Linked DNA regions of Mus musculus: region 1 is linked to region 2. The links are chromatin contacts, called in public HiChIP or PLAC-seq maps. All regions are on one chromosome and are shown on one strand. Each heading gives the region's core, a stretch centred on a gene start, on an enhancer-like site or on the middle of the called end of the contact. The rest is flanking DNA. Distances are from core to core; before and after follow the strand shown. Region 1 overlaps Gm38937 (a long non-coding RNA gene). Region 2 overlaps Bcas3 (breast carcinoma amplified sequence 3).

Region 1 (7,353 bases), core at 2,655-5,154, 830 kb after region 2:
TGTCCCTTTGCTTATAATCCTTTCAATCAAGGTCCTTGCAAAAGAATTCTAAAAGAATTCTATCTTGAGTAGGTAAATGGAGTATGCCATACTTAGAATATCATATTATCTGGTCCCATTTTAAAGCATTTTATATAAGGACCAGCAAGATGGCTCAGTCAGTGGGTAAAAGCAGTGTCAGTGTGTAATGCTTAGTTTTAATTGTCTGGCTTTTAATTTGGTTGGTTGGTTGCTTGCTTGGTTTGGTTTGATTTGGTTTGGTTTGGTTTGGTTTGGTTTGGTTTGGTTTGGTTTGGTTTGGTTTTTTTTGAGACAGGGTTTCTTGTGTAACAGCCCTGACTGTCCTGGAACTCTCTTTTGTAAAGCAGGCTGGCTTCAAACTCACAGAGATCCACCTGCCTCTACCTCCCAACTGGGACTAAAGGCATGTGCCACCATACCTGACTAGGTTTAATTGTCACGCTGACATAATTGAGATCACCTAGGAAGAGAGTGAGGTGAGGAATTGCCTGGATCAGGTTGGCCTGTGAGCATATCTATAGGAGATTATCTTGATTATTTAATTAAAGTGGGAAGGTCTTCCCACTATTCATAGCACCACTCTCTAGACAGGAGAGCCTGTAGTTGTATTAAGAGTTGAGAAAATGAGCTAAGAACTCACACAGAGACATTCCTTTCAAATATGGATACAATATGCCGGCCGGCTGCTGTAACAGCTCCTTGGTGATAGATAGTAAAGTGGAACCATAAACAGAAATCAACCTTTTCTCCCTTAAGCTGATTTTGTCTGGCTATTAGATTATAACAATGGGTCCTGAAACTAAGACAAAAATTTCTTATCAGGAGTGAGGTTGTTACCAAGATAAACTAGACTGTATGGCTTTTGAGCCTTTGGAACTATTTTATGGGCAGGATATTGGAAAGTTTGGAACTCTGGGTTTGCAAATCCACTGCATGCTGTAAGTAGAGCTTAATGGGTTATTCTAGTGGGAATTTAGAAGACAGGAATGCTGAAAAAAAATGTGGTTCATAAGGTTTCAGCAAAGGACAGGGACTTTGTTGGAGACTGGACTAGGGCCCACTCATACAACTCTGTTTTCTTTCTGAGACAAGATCTCGCTATGTAGCCTTGACTGGCCTGAAACTCATTATGGAGGCCATGCTGGCCTCGGACTAACAGAAATCTGCCTGCCTCTAGCCCCAAGCACTGAGATTCAAGGCATTCCTGTGATTTTTTTTTTTTCCGGTTAAGAATCTGGGCTGCATTCCTCCAGTGTCTTTGCAGGAATGGGGTTAAGTTTAAAGGTGATAGGCTGTAACCTGAACCCGTGAACTAAAATAAGCCTTTTCTTGCTCTAACATGCTATTGTCAGGATGTTTTATCACAGCAACAGGAAATGAAACAAGATACAGCAGAAGCCTAATGGTCTGAGTTCCATCCCCAAACTGACATAGAAAACCTTAACCCGGTGGTGAGCATCTGTGCTCCCAATAACCCGCCGTCAAGAGAGAAGGCAGAGACGTGAGCATCACCCAAGGCTCACAGTACAGTAGAAATAAAAAGAGAGACCCTGTCTTGACCAGGTAGAAGGAAAAAGCTGACTCTCAGAAGTTGTCCTCTTATACACACACACACACACACACACACACACACACACACACACACAGAGCCCCCAAACATATATTGTATTAGTTGCTTTTCTGTTGCTGTAATTAAAAAAAAAATGCACAAGGCCCTTGGGTTAATTCCCAGTACTTAAAAAAAAAAGTTTGCTTTCATTTTTAAAGACAGTTAATACACAGTTAGTATTGGCTTTCTTTCTTTCTTTGTGAAGCTCAAAATGATGATTCACAATGGGGTACCGCCTAACCTAATATGATGGAATCTCATGTAGTTACCAAAAATGACGAGAATGTGGTTTGTGTTCATGCAGAGTAATGGAAATGAAGAGACGGTGCTGGTGAGATGCAGAGATGCTCCACAGGTAAAAGAGCTTGCCTGGTGTCCATCCAACATCCTTCCTGCTGAGAGGCTCCAAGGTTTGCCCAACTGGGTATAGTGCCCGTGCCGGAGCAGAGGTGAGTCCTGCTTGTTCAGGCTCCTCTGCTTCCACGCTCGCTGTAGGTCTCTGATTCTGCTGAGCCCTCCCTTCCCCTGATTAAAGTCTCTTCCTGCCCCTTTGGGGCTGCATGGAGGGGGGGAGAGAAGAACTTGTCACCAAATCTAATGACTTGAGTTTGATCTCAGGGACCCAAACAGGAAAGAGTCAGGTCCAGCACATTGTCATCTGACCTCCACACACATGCCTACTATGTGCCCATTCCAACTAAATGATTTCTAATTTTAAAATTATTTTCAAAAGGCTGAAAAACGGTGTGTTGAATATGACTTGCCCTGTGGGCTAGGCCCCCCCCCCAATCTCTCATAAAGTGCTTTATGAAGATGGTCTCTTATATAGGAAGAACAACCGAAATGGAAAGCAGATAAATTCTGGCATACACTTACTAAGTATAGCAATTAAAGGTAAAACTGAACTTAATATTTCTTTTGAAAATCCACTACATTAGTGTCCCCCAACCTCACCCCCACCCCATGGATATCACCTCTTGGCACATAAGAAACCCAAGTGAGACCCGTAGGACTGCCCAACAGAACACCCAAGGACCAACCTCTATAACCACGAGAAATTAAAACAAATTTAAGCCACTAAGTTTTACAGTGGTTTTCACTAAGTAGAGCTAGACAATCAAATTACTTCTAATGTTAGCCATGGTAAAGACTCTAGTTGGTTTGCAATCGTATTAGACACTATTAGATCAAGAACCCCAGAATGCTACCTTAACTGCAGACACCCCACTTCCCACCACACTCTCATCCCCCTCTCTCTTTACCCATGTCACTTCCTACTCTCACCAAGTCAGAGGCATAGAAAACAAAGAACACAGAACTCCAAGAAGACAAATGGACACCCATTGAGTCAGACTTCACACTGAGCCTACTCTGCAACTGAGAACAGGCCAGGGTTCAGATGCCAAGCCTGTCATGGCAGAGAGGGAGAGAGACAGAGACAGAGACAAGAGACAGAGAGACAGAGATACAACAGACAAAGAGAGACAGAGAAAGAGAGACAGAGAGGTAGAGAGACAGAAGGACAGAGAATTTGTAAAATGGTCCTTGTACAAATCATCTTATTGAACCTTCACTAGATCTAAAAGGTTGATATTTTTCTTCCCATTAAACCCATGGGAAAAAAGAGATGTTGAATAACTTGTTCAAGGTCACACAATGGTTATTTACTGTTACAGGGATAGGGTGAGGGAGTCACCTGTCGCCAACAAGGAGAGATGGTTTCGGAGTATGGCACATTATGAAGTCACAGCACCTTGGTTGTTTTTTGGTTTAAATGAAAACCAAAATTGAATGAAACCTCTGGGCCGTTAGAGGCACCCAAGGAAACAAGGCCCAGAGTTGCCCTTTCTTGTGGCTAGACTATGGAACAGGTGGGAGGAAGCCCTCTCCCACTCCGGCAGAGAAGTGGCTACACACCAGAAGTGGTTGACTAAGTCAGTCGGTGAATAGCTTCCCAGAGGTGCATGTGAGCTCCCCCTCCCCGCCCCAATCCTTGAGAGATACAGAAAGGACCCAAGGTGTCCGTGGCATCCTATGGGATACTGCTGCTGTCTTCCAAGTGTCCCGCCAAATTAAGAGTTCCTGGAGAAATATGTGTTGCACAAACATCAGACCTTTGACAGAAAACTCTGTCTGCTCCACCTCCCCCCATCCTCTCCATTCAAGTTCCCAGAAGTTTGCAATTATGTTTAAAGGAAGTTTCCAGACAAGGCTTACTCAGCGTTGGCTGTCGGGAGGACGAGATTACTTTGTTCTGTAGTTTTCAGTTTTTCTTAAAGTTGGCTGACCATTGTCATCCTACCCCAGGCTGCTACATAAAGGTGAGCTGTGAACTACAGACCGGTTACCATCCTGCTAGCATGTGTGTGTGTGTGTGTTTGTGTGAATGTGTGTGAGTTTGTGTGTGTATATATGAGAGAGAGTGTGTATGTGTATGAGTGTGTGCGTATATGTGTGTGTGAGTGTATATGTGTGTGTATGAGTGTATGTGTGAGTGTGTGGATGTGTGTGTATGAGTGTATGTGTGTGTGTGAGTGTGTGTGTGTGTGTGTGTGTGCACATTTCTTCCCCTCCTTGGATTCAAAGCTCTCTATGCCAACTTGCTATGTGTATTTCTCCCTTTATTTTGTCAACCCTACACTTCTCCCACTGTATTTTCCTTTAGCCCTTTGGCCCTTGACCTGTTGCCCAGAATTGTGGTTTACTAACTCCTCTAACTTGGGATCTCATTTCTACTTTGCCAAGACACTTCATACTAAATCCTAAGGTTTTTGTTTTGTTTGTTTTTGTTTGTTTGTTTGTTTTTGTCTTTGTTTTTGTTTGGTTTTTTTTTTTTTTTTTTTTTTTTTTGGTTTTTCGAGACAGGGTTTCTCTGTATAGCCCTGGCTGTCCTGGAACTCACTCTGTAGACCAGGCTGGCCTCAAACTCAGAAATCTGCCTGCCTCTGCCTCCCAAGTGCTGGGATTAAAGGTGTGCACCACCACCGCCCGGCTTTGTTTTGTTTTGAAGTTGCTTTTTGAGACAGCGTTTCTCTGTGTAGTCCTGGCTGTCCTGGACCTTACTCTGTAGACCAGGCTGGCCTCCAGTTCACGGAGATCTGCCTGCCTCTGCCTCCTGAGCGCTGGTACTAAAGGCAGGTGCCACCATCACCAAGCTAAATCCAAAGTTCTTGAACTGCAGACTTCCATCAGGGTGGCAGATGTTGTCCAAGTCCCATGTGTTGGGAAGAAATTAGCAGGACAAAGGTGGCAAAGCCAGAAGTGAGGACACACACCTCAAATCCCGGTATTTGAGAGACTGAGGTAGCAGGAAGATTGTAAATCAAAGATCAGCACAGGCTTTATAGCAAAACCCAGTGAAATAAACAAGCAAAACAAGCAAACAAATCCACACACAACTCTCAATCCTAATGGCAGGGTAGAAGGAAGGATTACTCTTTTAAAATCATTACTTATATATTTTCATGTGTATGAATGTTTTGTCTATGGAGCATGTGCATGTCTGGTGCCCATGGAAGTCAGAAGAAGGCATAGGATCTGCTGAGACTTTAAGCTGCAATTAAAGACTGTTGTGAGCACCATGTGAGTGCTGGGAACTGAACCCCTGCTCTCTGGAAGGGTTGTCCATGACTACAACCACTGAGCCTGGAAGAATTACTTTTAAACTGGCAGACACTACTGACCACATTTCTCCCTGCCTGCCTCTGTACCCCTTTCCTGCTACTTCCAAGAAGTTTATGTCGTATATAATCTCTAGACTTTTAGGTGGCTCACACATGTAATCCCAGTACTTGGGAGGAGGCAAGACAAGGAGTTCAAGGTCATCTACTTACAAAGTTCAACACCAGCCTGTGCTATTATGATGCCCTATTCACTCCTTCTGAACAAACAAATAAAAAAATAAACAACAAAGAAAAAAGCCAGGCATTGGTGCTGTATACCTGTAAATCCTAGCTCTTGGGAGGTAGAGTCAGGAAGATGAAGAATTTAGGAAGAATCAGGATTTCAGAACTAGCTTCATCTATGCAGTAAATTTGAGGCCAACCTAGGCTACATGAGACACTGTCCCAAAAAGAAAGAGAGAAAGAAAGAAAGAAAGAAAGAAAGAAAGAAAGAAAGAAAGAAAGAAAGAGAGAGAGAGAGAGAAAAGCTTCCTGGTTACAACTTTGGAAAACCATTTGGCAGTATCTACTAAAACGGAACATATGCATATACTTTTTACCCAAGAATTCTACTCCAAGATTCAGACCCAACCAAAATGCACGCATATGTTCATCAAAAGGCATGCACAAGAATGTTCACAGCGAGAGTTAGCACAAAACTAGCTAAAAACGAGAAACAGCCCAAACGTCCAAAAGCAGTGGAGTGGATAAAGAGTAATGTATTCAGACAATGAAATATACAACAAGGGGGCGGGGAAGCAGAGCAGTGTACAACATGGCAGAATCTTACAAATGTAATAATAAACGAGGAAGAATACAGAGAGTACACTTTGTTTGTTTGAAATCCCAAACCAGGCAAAAATGAATCGTTAGGAATCAGAAAAGCAGATATTATATAGGGAGGAGAAGCCAGGTGGTCAGGGCATGGAAGGACTGTGTGCAGGTGGCGTCCTCTTTCTTGATCTGGGGACTGACTTGAACAAGTGTGATCACTTTGGCAAAATTCCTCCCTCTATAAAGTTGTAGTTGGTATGCTTGGTATACAAGAAAAAGCAAAAGACAGGAAGAAACGCCTTGCTTGCTTTCTCTTAAAACTGTAGTCGAGGACATTCAAGTTGAATTTGGGGTAAATGGATTTTCTTGTGTTCCCGTTTGTCATTTGGAGAAGCCTAGGCACCCTGTTCTCAGTCCTACGCCACAATCATTTCCTGCCCTGCTCTGCAAGTAGAAATTACATGTGGGAAGAGTATGGTGGACCGACAGTGAGGTTTACATGGCTCACACAACACAGGTCTCTGCCTCTTGGTTCCAAGGTGGAATTAAAGGAACATCACCTGGGGCCTACCTACAAGAAGGATTCCGGATGTCCTAGAATAAACAGCCAGTTATCGGGATGAGAGTTCGCAAGCAGCAGAATGTAGCCAAGGGTTGAACCTGGACTAGATGAACAAGAGGATTACCTCAGTGAATTGCCTAACCAAACTGAGCAGACACAGGAGTGACTAGCAGAGGGGTTCAAGCAGACACCCTTAGGACAACACAGATGATGGGTAGAAAATGAGGCATGAAAATTAGGAGTCATGAGCTTTCTATAGATTCTATAGTATAGAACATGTTTTACTCTGTAAAGTAGGAGAGAGCTGGCAAAGGACCAAGACATGACAGAGGAAGAAAAGGTCACGCCTTTAATCGTAGCACTTGGGGAGGCAGAGCCAGGTAGATCACTGAGTTCGAGGCCAGCCTGGTCTACACAGTGGGTTCCAGGACAGCCAGGGCTACACAGAGAAACCCTGTCTTGGAGAAAAAAAAATAAAAAGAAAAGCATATACTTTTTCTACTACGCAACTGTTTATTTTAATTCATTGTTTTGGTGACACCCCCACTCATATATATCCTAACTCCAAATTCAGCTTCTAACGTCTAGGATTTTGGCTCCTAGAAGTCCATCCACTTCCTATGATTTAGGTAGCCATCATTGTCTTAGGTGAGAAGTTCTACACTGTAGCCTACAGAATCCCTGCCCAGCCTTTACAACTCAGCCACATGCCTCCCCATCAGGCC
Region 2 (6,761 bases), core at 2,390-4,889:
TATTAAAATGTAAATTTTGCCTTGTTAAGATTAATGTTTGATTCATAAGAATATATTTTCTGTCTGGGCTTGGTGGTGCAGACTTGTAATCTCAATCCCAGCAGAGGATCTCAGGCTCAAAGCTAGCCAAGGTCAGAGCCACAGAGAGCCTGGTTGTCTTGCCTAGCATGTGTGAGGCCTCAGTCCCATCGCAGCCCCACAGTGAACAGAAGACTTGAGAATGCAATGCTCAGTTTGTCACAGACTGTTTTGAAGTCAATGCCAGATAGTTTCATCCCTTAGATTTTATACTCGCTAGCGTGTACAGACGCATTTATTTATTCTTTTGAAACATTTTCCAAACTGTGACTAACACTCAACATTGCAGCTGGCTATTTAACCTTAATTATTTCTACCCCATTTTGTTTTATTTACTGGGAAATTTGATTTTTCTCATGAAGGTAACCACTGTAATAAGCGAGCAGAGTTTTTATTTTCCAATTTTCTTCATTCCTAAAATGCTGAATCACCTGTGCCTTCCTAGTGCTTTTAGAAGAACTAACAAGAAATGGTCCCATAGATGATTTACAAAGACCACTCAGAGCTCACCTATTGCAGCCCTGTAAATGCTGTGACTTTCAGATACTCCTGGTAATGTTATTGTTGTTTCCTGGAGCACCTGCCATTTGTCCTGTGTTGGTATTTTGTGTGAAGGCATAAGATAGCCACAAAGTATTAGAATTTTGTGCAGAATTATGAAGAGTGCCTAGGACTCAAGAGTTCAGACATCCAAGTTGACGTACAAACCTCAGCTTAACTCTTCAGGGTACAAAATAGGTCTTTACCACACTTAACATCTGCCCTTTTATTTTTGCAAATCCATGTCCCTGAAAGCCTGTGCAGTGTTGGGGACCATCTGTCTCACTTCTCTGCACACATGAGGCCAGTATAACTACAAATGGCAGAAGACAGCTGTATTTACACCTTCCTGTTGAATACCTCGCAGCATCTCTTGGAGGAAGGACAGCCTCTGATGGCAACAGCTGCTGCTTAGCTCTGAGGCTGAGCTTGGACGAAGGCAAAAGCAGTGCAAGGAATTATTTGGCTTCAGAGAACACTCATGTAAACAGAGTCCATTTTCTGTTGGTATAATACAGGCGGACTGGAAAGCCCCTCACCACATCACCGGGTTTTAATAGAGCTCAATAAAGAAGAAAACCTTGAGTTCAGTGGAATGGCATTTTCCTTGCATGTATGAGTCTCTGTGTTCAGTTCTGTGCACCACAGGGAAGGAAGAAAGGATGAGAGGAAGAATGGGAGGGAGGGAGGGAGGGAGGGAGGGAGGGAGGGAGGGAGGGAAGGAAGGAAGGAAGGAAGGTAGGAAGGTAGGAAGGAAGGAAGGAAGGAAGGAAGGAAGGAAGGAAGGAAGGAAGGTAGGTAGGAAGGAAGGTTCTCCATTAAATGGGAATCAGCATTAGGGATTGTTGTTTGGGGGTTAGATTTTTTTGCGGTAGAATATATGAGCAGCATTTCACAGTCATTTGTTTCAGTTGTATCAAATGAGAAAAAATCTAAATGCTGAGTAATAATTAAGATATATTTTCTTTATGTCTAACATGATATATGGAAATCCTTTGGTCACAGGAGGAGAACAGAAGATGCTAGAATGAGGTTGAACAGTTTTCAGGGATGAAGGCATAAAGATTGATAGTGAAGTTATTCCTTACTTGTAGTTAGCTCGACCCTGTTGGAAGTGACCAGAAGTATGACTTATTCTTAATGATCCAGTTTTGCCTCCCCCCCCAACCCCACCCCCCATGTACTCATTGCTCTGTGAGTGTCTGGAAACCTGGGGCCCTGTCCTTGTAAAACAGAGTGAGTATTGGGTAGCTTTGGCTTCTGGTGTTGCACTTGGGCTTATTATCCATGTCCTAAGCAAGTTTTCTCATATGACGAGAATGCCAGTGTGTGGATGTAGGCTCTTGATCTCATTGCCTCGTGTAAACCTGACTGGTGAACCACGCTTAGTAAACAGGTGTGTGGTTCTCACATACATTGAAGCACTTAATAGCATTTATTTGAACATCTCAAGTTGATATTTGTAAGGCAGGTTTATCATTAATTCTTCTTTTCACAGTAAATGACATTTTCATCTAATAAATGAAAAAGTCCATTCCTTATTTTGATTCAGTTCAATTCAGTTCACCTTGACCTTTGCATCTGAGCCTGGAACCTTACAAGCCAAGTTCAGAGAAGTAAGGATGGAAGAGCTGACAAAAGTCTCCTGGATATCATAGCTATGGAAATTTGCCACCTCTATCTTTTTCTTCTGTAGCCATTAGTTGCTTAATTAAACTCTGTGTGTTTGGTTCCCGATATAAAATAATAGAGTGTGTGTTCATTTGAGTGTGTGTGCTTTGTCTACATGTGTAATGTATTTACCATAGTTTCAGTTTCTAGTTTTTGCGCCAAATAAGTAGAGTACTTAAACCATACGATAGTTTATTGCATTTTGCTGTAAATCTGGGGATTCCTTATTTGAAAGAAGTCTACTATATACCATATTGAAAGTCAGCAGGCATAGCAGTCGACAGAAGTTTGACATTATTTATGCTATGCTAGTCTCTCTTCTGTTGCATATGGAAGAACTTCAACATTATCTATCTTTTTCTAATGAAAATCTTTTACATCTTGAGTTTGTAATTTAAATTGGCATGCCAAATATGTCTCAAATTAGTCAGCTGTCTGGTTCGGCTTCAGTTTGTCTTACAGATCTGCAGATTGAAAACCACCAATGCCATAGACCTGTCTGCTAGGGAGAAATTAAAATTCCATTAATGAACAAATTAAATGTTGGGGCTAATTTGCAGGACTGAGAGAGGAAGTATTTGGTCACATCATTTGCTTAAGAGAAGGTACACAGAGGCAGTAGACGCTTTAAGTACCATGTCACTGAAGTGTCGTGCTAGAGTTTTCTAGCCTTTCCCTTCTGTTTACCCTTCACCTCTGTGTGCTGATCATTACATCATTGTAAGCCCTGCTTTTTCAGTTGATTACAGAACTTGATCAGCTAAAGAATAGCACGATGGGGTATGTGTATAGATTCATCTTGTAAATTCCAGTTGCTGCTTTAGCTCTGAAGTGGGACAGACAGGCTTGGGTAGGCTGGTAGTACACTCTGTAGTCTCAGAACTCAGGAAGCTGAGACAGAAGGATCACAAACTTGAAACCAGCCTAGGAAACATAGAAAGCCACGTTGATTACTGATCAAATCTTAATAGTTACCTTTTACCACTGAAACCAGGTTATAGAGGATTATGTTCAAATGAGATCTGTTGGAACTGGAGTTATAGGCAGCTTCGAGCCGCTGTGAGTGCTGAACCCAAGTCCCCAGGAAGAACAGTAGTTCTCTAACCACTGAACAACCCCTCCAGCCTCTCTTTAAAGTACTGTTCATTACCGTTTGTGAGATTCTCTGAGTTAGAATTAATAGGTAATTTTATATTAGTTTCTAAAGGATTATACTTCTCTAATAACCACTGCTGGGTTTTTCATTCATTGAATAGTTATTTTTCCTTTCGGTTTGTCGGTTGGAATTCAGACCCACAGGAACATGTTATGACATGGAGCCTGTTTTCTGTGATGAGATTGTTAAGGCTGAAAAACTGATAGTGACTGCAGATTCTTCAGAGCTGTCTCTACTGCTCTGAGCTGACTTGTGACTTTCTTTATTCCACCCAACACTCCCACTAGTTCACTCTGTGATCTCCTCCCTTCCTGCACTTCAGTGGGAACCACAGCTGTGGCTTTCAGAGGCGGGTGTGTGAGGACAATCACAGGTGAAGACAGCTGCATCATGGACCCGGACTTTGTGACTTCATTTTTTCATTCTTTTGCTCTTGAAGAAAGATTAAGCAGCAGCATTTTAAAAGTGCAGCTGGCACTACCCTCAGTCGGCAGTGATGTGAGTCCCTGTGCCTGTGGAGTCGGGAGATCTTTCACATGTGTGTAGCAGAGCTCCAGTTTGCCAGACTGGGCAAGGAGTGGGCAAATGAGAGTCAGATGCATGCTAGGTCTACATACCAGCATAGGTCCTCACCCTGTCCCCAGCCCGGCATCATCCTTTCTGTGTAGCTGTTGGCCCGGATATCTTTCAACTAAAGCAGCCAGGCCACACTGTGCTGATACTGACCAAGGGTCTGCTCACTCGGTGTCACTGTGCCTGGTGGGCGAGTATATGACTGGAGACACTAGGAACATGGTGTAATTTCCTGGGAAATTATCAAGGGGGTCGGTCGGTCTGTCGTTCGGTCGTTTGTTTGTTTTAAAGTTTACTCATCACTTTTTGGGATGAAGTATGTTTCTGTTTTATAAATCAGGAAACTTAAAACTCTAAATGTTAGGAACAGATAGATTTTGTTCCATTTTTGTTTGTTTTTGTTTTTGTTTTGTTTGACACTTGAAGAAGTCTTGAGTTATAGAGGAATGAGTGGATAATTTCAAAACAAAGTTTCAAATTCTTTACTTTGCAGTATATCTGTGAATATTAGAGTATCCAGTGTGCCCTGTCAGTATTTAGATCAGCAGTATTTTGATACTTACAGTGATTTTTTTTTTCCCGAGACAAGACTTCTCTGCGTAGCCCCGGCTGTCCTGGAGCTCACTTTGTAGACCAGGCTGGCCTCGAACTCAGAAATCCGCCTGCCTCTGCCTCCCGAGTGCTGGGATTAAAGGAGTGAGCACCACACCTGGCCTACAGTGATATTTTAATGCAGCTAAAAGATAATGTTCTGTGGGTCACTGGGGAAATCAATGGAAGGCCACACTGTTGATCTTCCTGCTTGGGTGGACAGTTAACTACACCTTTGTCTGTTTGTTTTTGTTTTTTGTTTCTGTTTTTGGTTTTTCTATGTAACTTTGTAGATGAGGCCTCACAGAGTTCCCCTTGTCTCTGCCTCTTGAGTGCTGGGATTAAAGGCGTCAGGTGTCTGTAACTAACCCTTTAAATCTTCCTGAGTGTGGGCAGGTTAGTGTACCCCTCCCTCTCTCTCCCTCTCCCCTCAGCTCCCCCTACCTTTCTCCTATTGTCATGGTTCATGCTCCTGTCTCTCTCCCTCCCTCCAGTAACTGCCCACGTTTATGTCTATCTTTGTATCTGTTGCATTTTGAATCCCAGAATCATGCTCACTGTTATGAGAACATTTTGCTCAACCTTTGATTTGTTCTGGAATGTATTCTGTTTGTTTGGAAATTAATGCTAATTAGCAGGATTATGTTTCTTCTTAATATTCCAGTCTCTAGTTTTGGAAAAGGAAATAACCATGGCTTATGAATATGTGTTCCTCTTCAATTTCTTGTGTCTTTCAATTGTCAGATGCCATAGGAAAAATTTTTTATGAATATAATTAAATCACCAAGGTCTATTTGTGCATAGCATGTCTTAAATAACTGGGAATTTTAAGCAGAAATACATGTATCATTGAATTCTGACTTTGCATCCCTAAACACGTTGTCTACCATCACCACTTGCAGTCAGGTAGAGGAGGCTGTATTCTTGTACTCGTTTTCTGGAATGTTACGAGAATTAGAAATCATTCCATTGTTTTTGCTAGTGATCCACAGAATAGCAAGCAGCTCAGCTCACTGCTGATAAGCAGTATGACAACTGTGTGGCTGAGAGACAGCCGCTAGGTGCACATTGTCATGTCATGGTGCAGTTGTCTTCAGCTGACACTGGATACTTTGTGTGGCATATAGTATGTATTATTCTCCCTCTGATCATCCCTCTGATTAATGTGTACTTTATGTCTAAGGGCTCAGCCATGAACTTCATTTTAAACTGGAAGTGCCACAGGGGTGCTCCAGAAAAGGGGGAGAAATAGAAAAAAATCAAATCTACATTTGTATGGAAACTAAGGGCCTTGTTTCTGTACCTCATATATATATATTGGTTCTATCACAGTATATGTGGCAGAATTGCAAATGAATATTAATTTGCGTTATTTTTATCATACTCTATAACAGTACAATGTACATTTATTTACTAATGTTGAATGAGTTTTCCTCTAATTTTTTGTGCATTTTCCCCCCTTTTCCACCAAGGCCTTATCTCTTTGGAGCGGGGTGTTTTTCCATAAAGGCTCCATGGTGAGTCCCGTTCAGTCCCGCATGCCTAATTCATTTGCTGTACTCTCAAAGAATAACTGTTCTATAGTTTGTTTTCAGTTGCATGACCTGATCACAGATAGATGCACCGAGTTTCCAGACAAATAGACATATTTAAATCTTTAAAAAGCAGTTTCTTTGGTCTTACTTGAATCAAAACAAAAATTAGATTTGATTTGCTTTGCTTTGCTTTGCTTTGAAAGAAGGCAGAAGAATTCTCTCACCATGCTGGTGAGTAACACGGCATGTCTAGCCCCAGGTTGAGAATGTTTAATAGGAAGTTCCTTAGATACACTGGTTGATACTGGTATGAAGTTTGTTTTTAAATGCAACTGTATTGAGAGCAAAGTCGCAGTGTATTTTATTTGGTCACAAAGACTGTTGAACTCTGTTTGAATAGATTAGGTATTTAAGAAAATGCAAGGTAAACATATTTTGATACAGATCTTTCCATGCTGTTCTGTTGTCAGCGTAAAGCATGATAACTCTAGAAAAGACAGAGTATATTTCATAGTTTCGTTTGAAGATACCAGTTAGGATGGGTTAAAAAATCTGATATCAAATGCTTTAATAATTCTGAGTCTGGGTTCTAGAATAGAACTGTCTCGCCCTTACAT

Evidence for each region. HiChIP or PLAC-seq counts read pairs in DNA pulled down with a chosen protein or histone mark.
Region 1: a contact with region 2 is called in an H3K27ac HiChIP or PLAC-seq map of T-cell acute lymphoblastic leukemia, with 2.4 times the contacts expected there. The contact joins two enhancer-like sites. A contact is called at or near these places in 2 of 115 datasets of contacts at active chromatin or transcription factors (T-cell acute lymphoblastic leukemia and acute myeloid leukemia).

The regions. Positions count from the first base shown.
Region 1 is chr11:86,367,922-86,375,274 of GRCm38.p6, forward strand. The region is part of intron 1 of Gm38937 (a long non-coding RNA gene); the gene reads right to left. Among named protein-coding and RNA genes, the nearest start is that of Gm38937, 13 kb to the right of the region's middle. Within about 2 kb of position 3,905, at least 28 of the 459 cell types and tissues checked have an H3K27ac peak or open chromatin away from gene starts, as enhancers often do. A contact at or near this core is called in T-cell acute lymphoblastic leukemia, where this site is marked.
Region 2 is chr11:85,537,847-85,544,607 of GRCm38.p6, forward strand. All of the region lies in intron 16 of Bcas3 (breast carcinoma amplified sequence 3), which reads left to right. Among named protein-coding and RNA genes, the nearest start is that of Bcas3os1, 180 kb to the right of the region's middle. Within about 2 kb of position 3,640, at least 13 of the 459 cell types and tissues checked have an H3K27ac peak or open chromatin away from gene starts, as enhancers often do. A contact at or near this core is called in T-cell acute lymphoblastic leukemia, where this site is marked.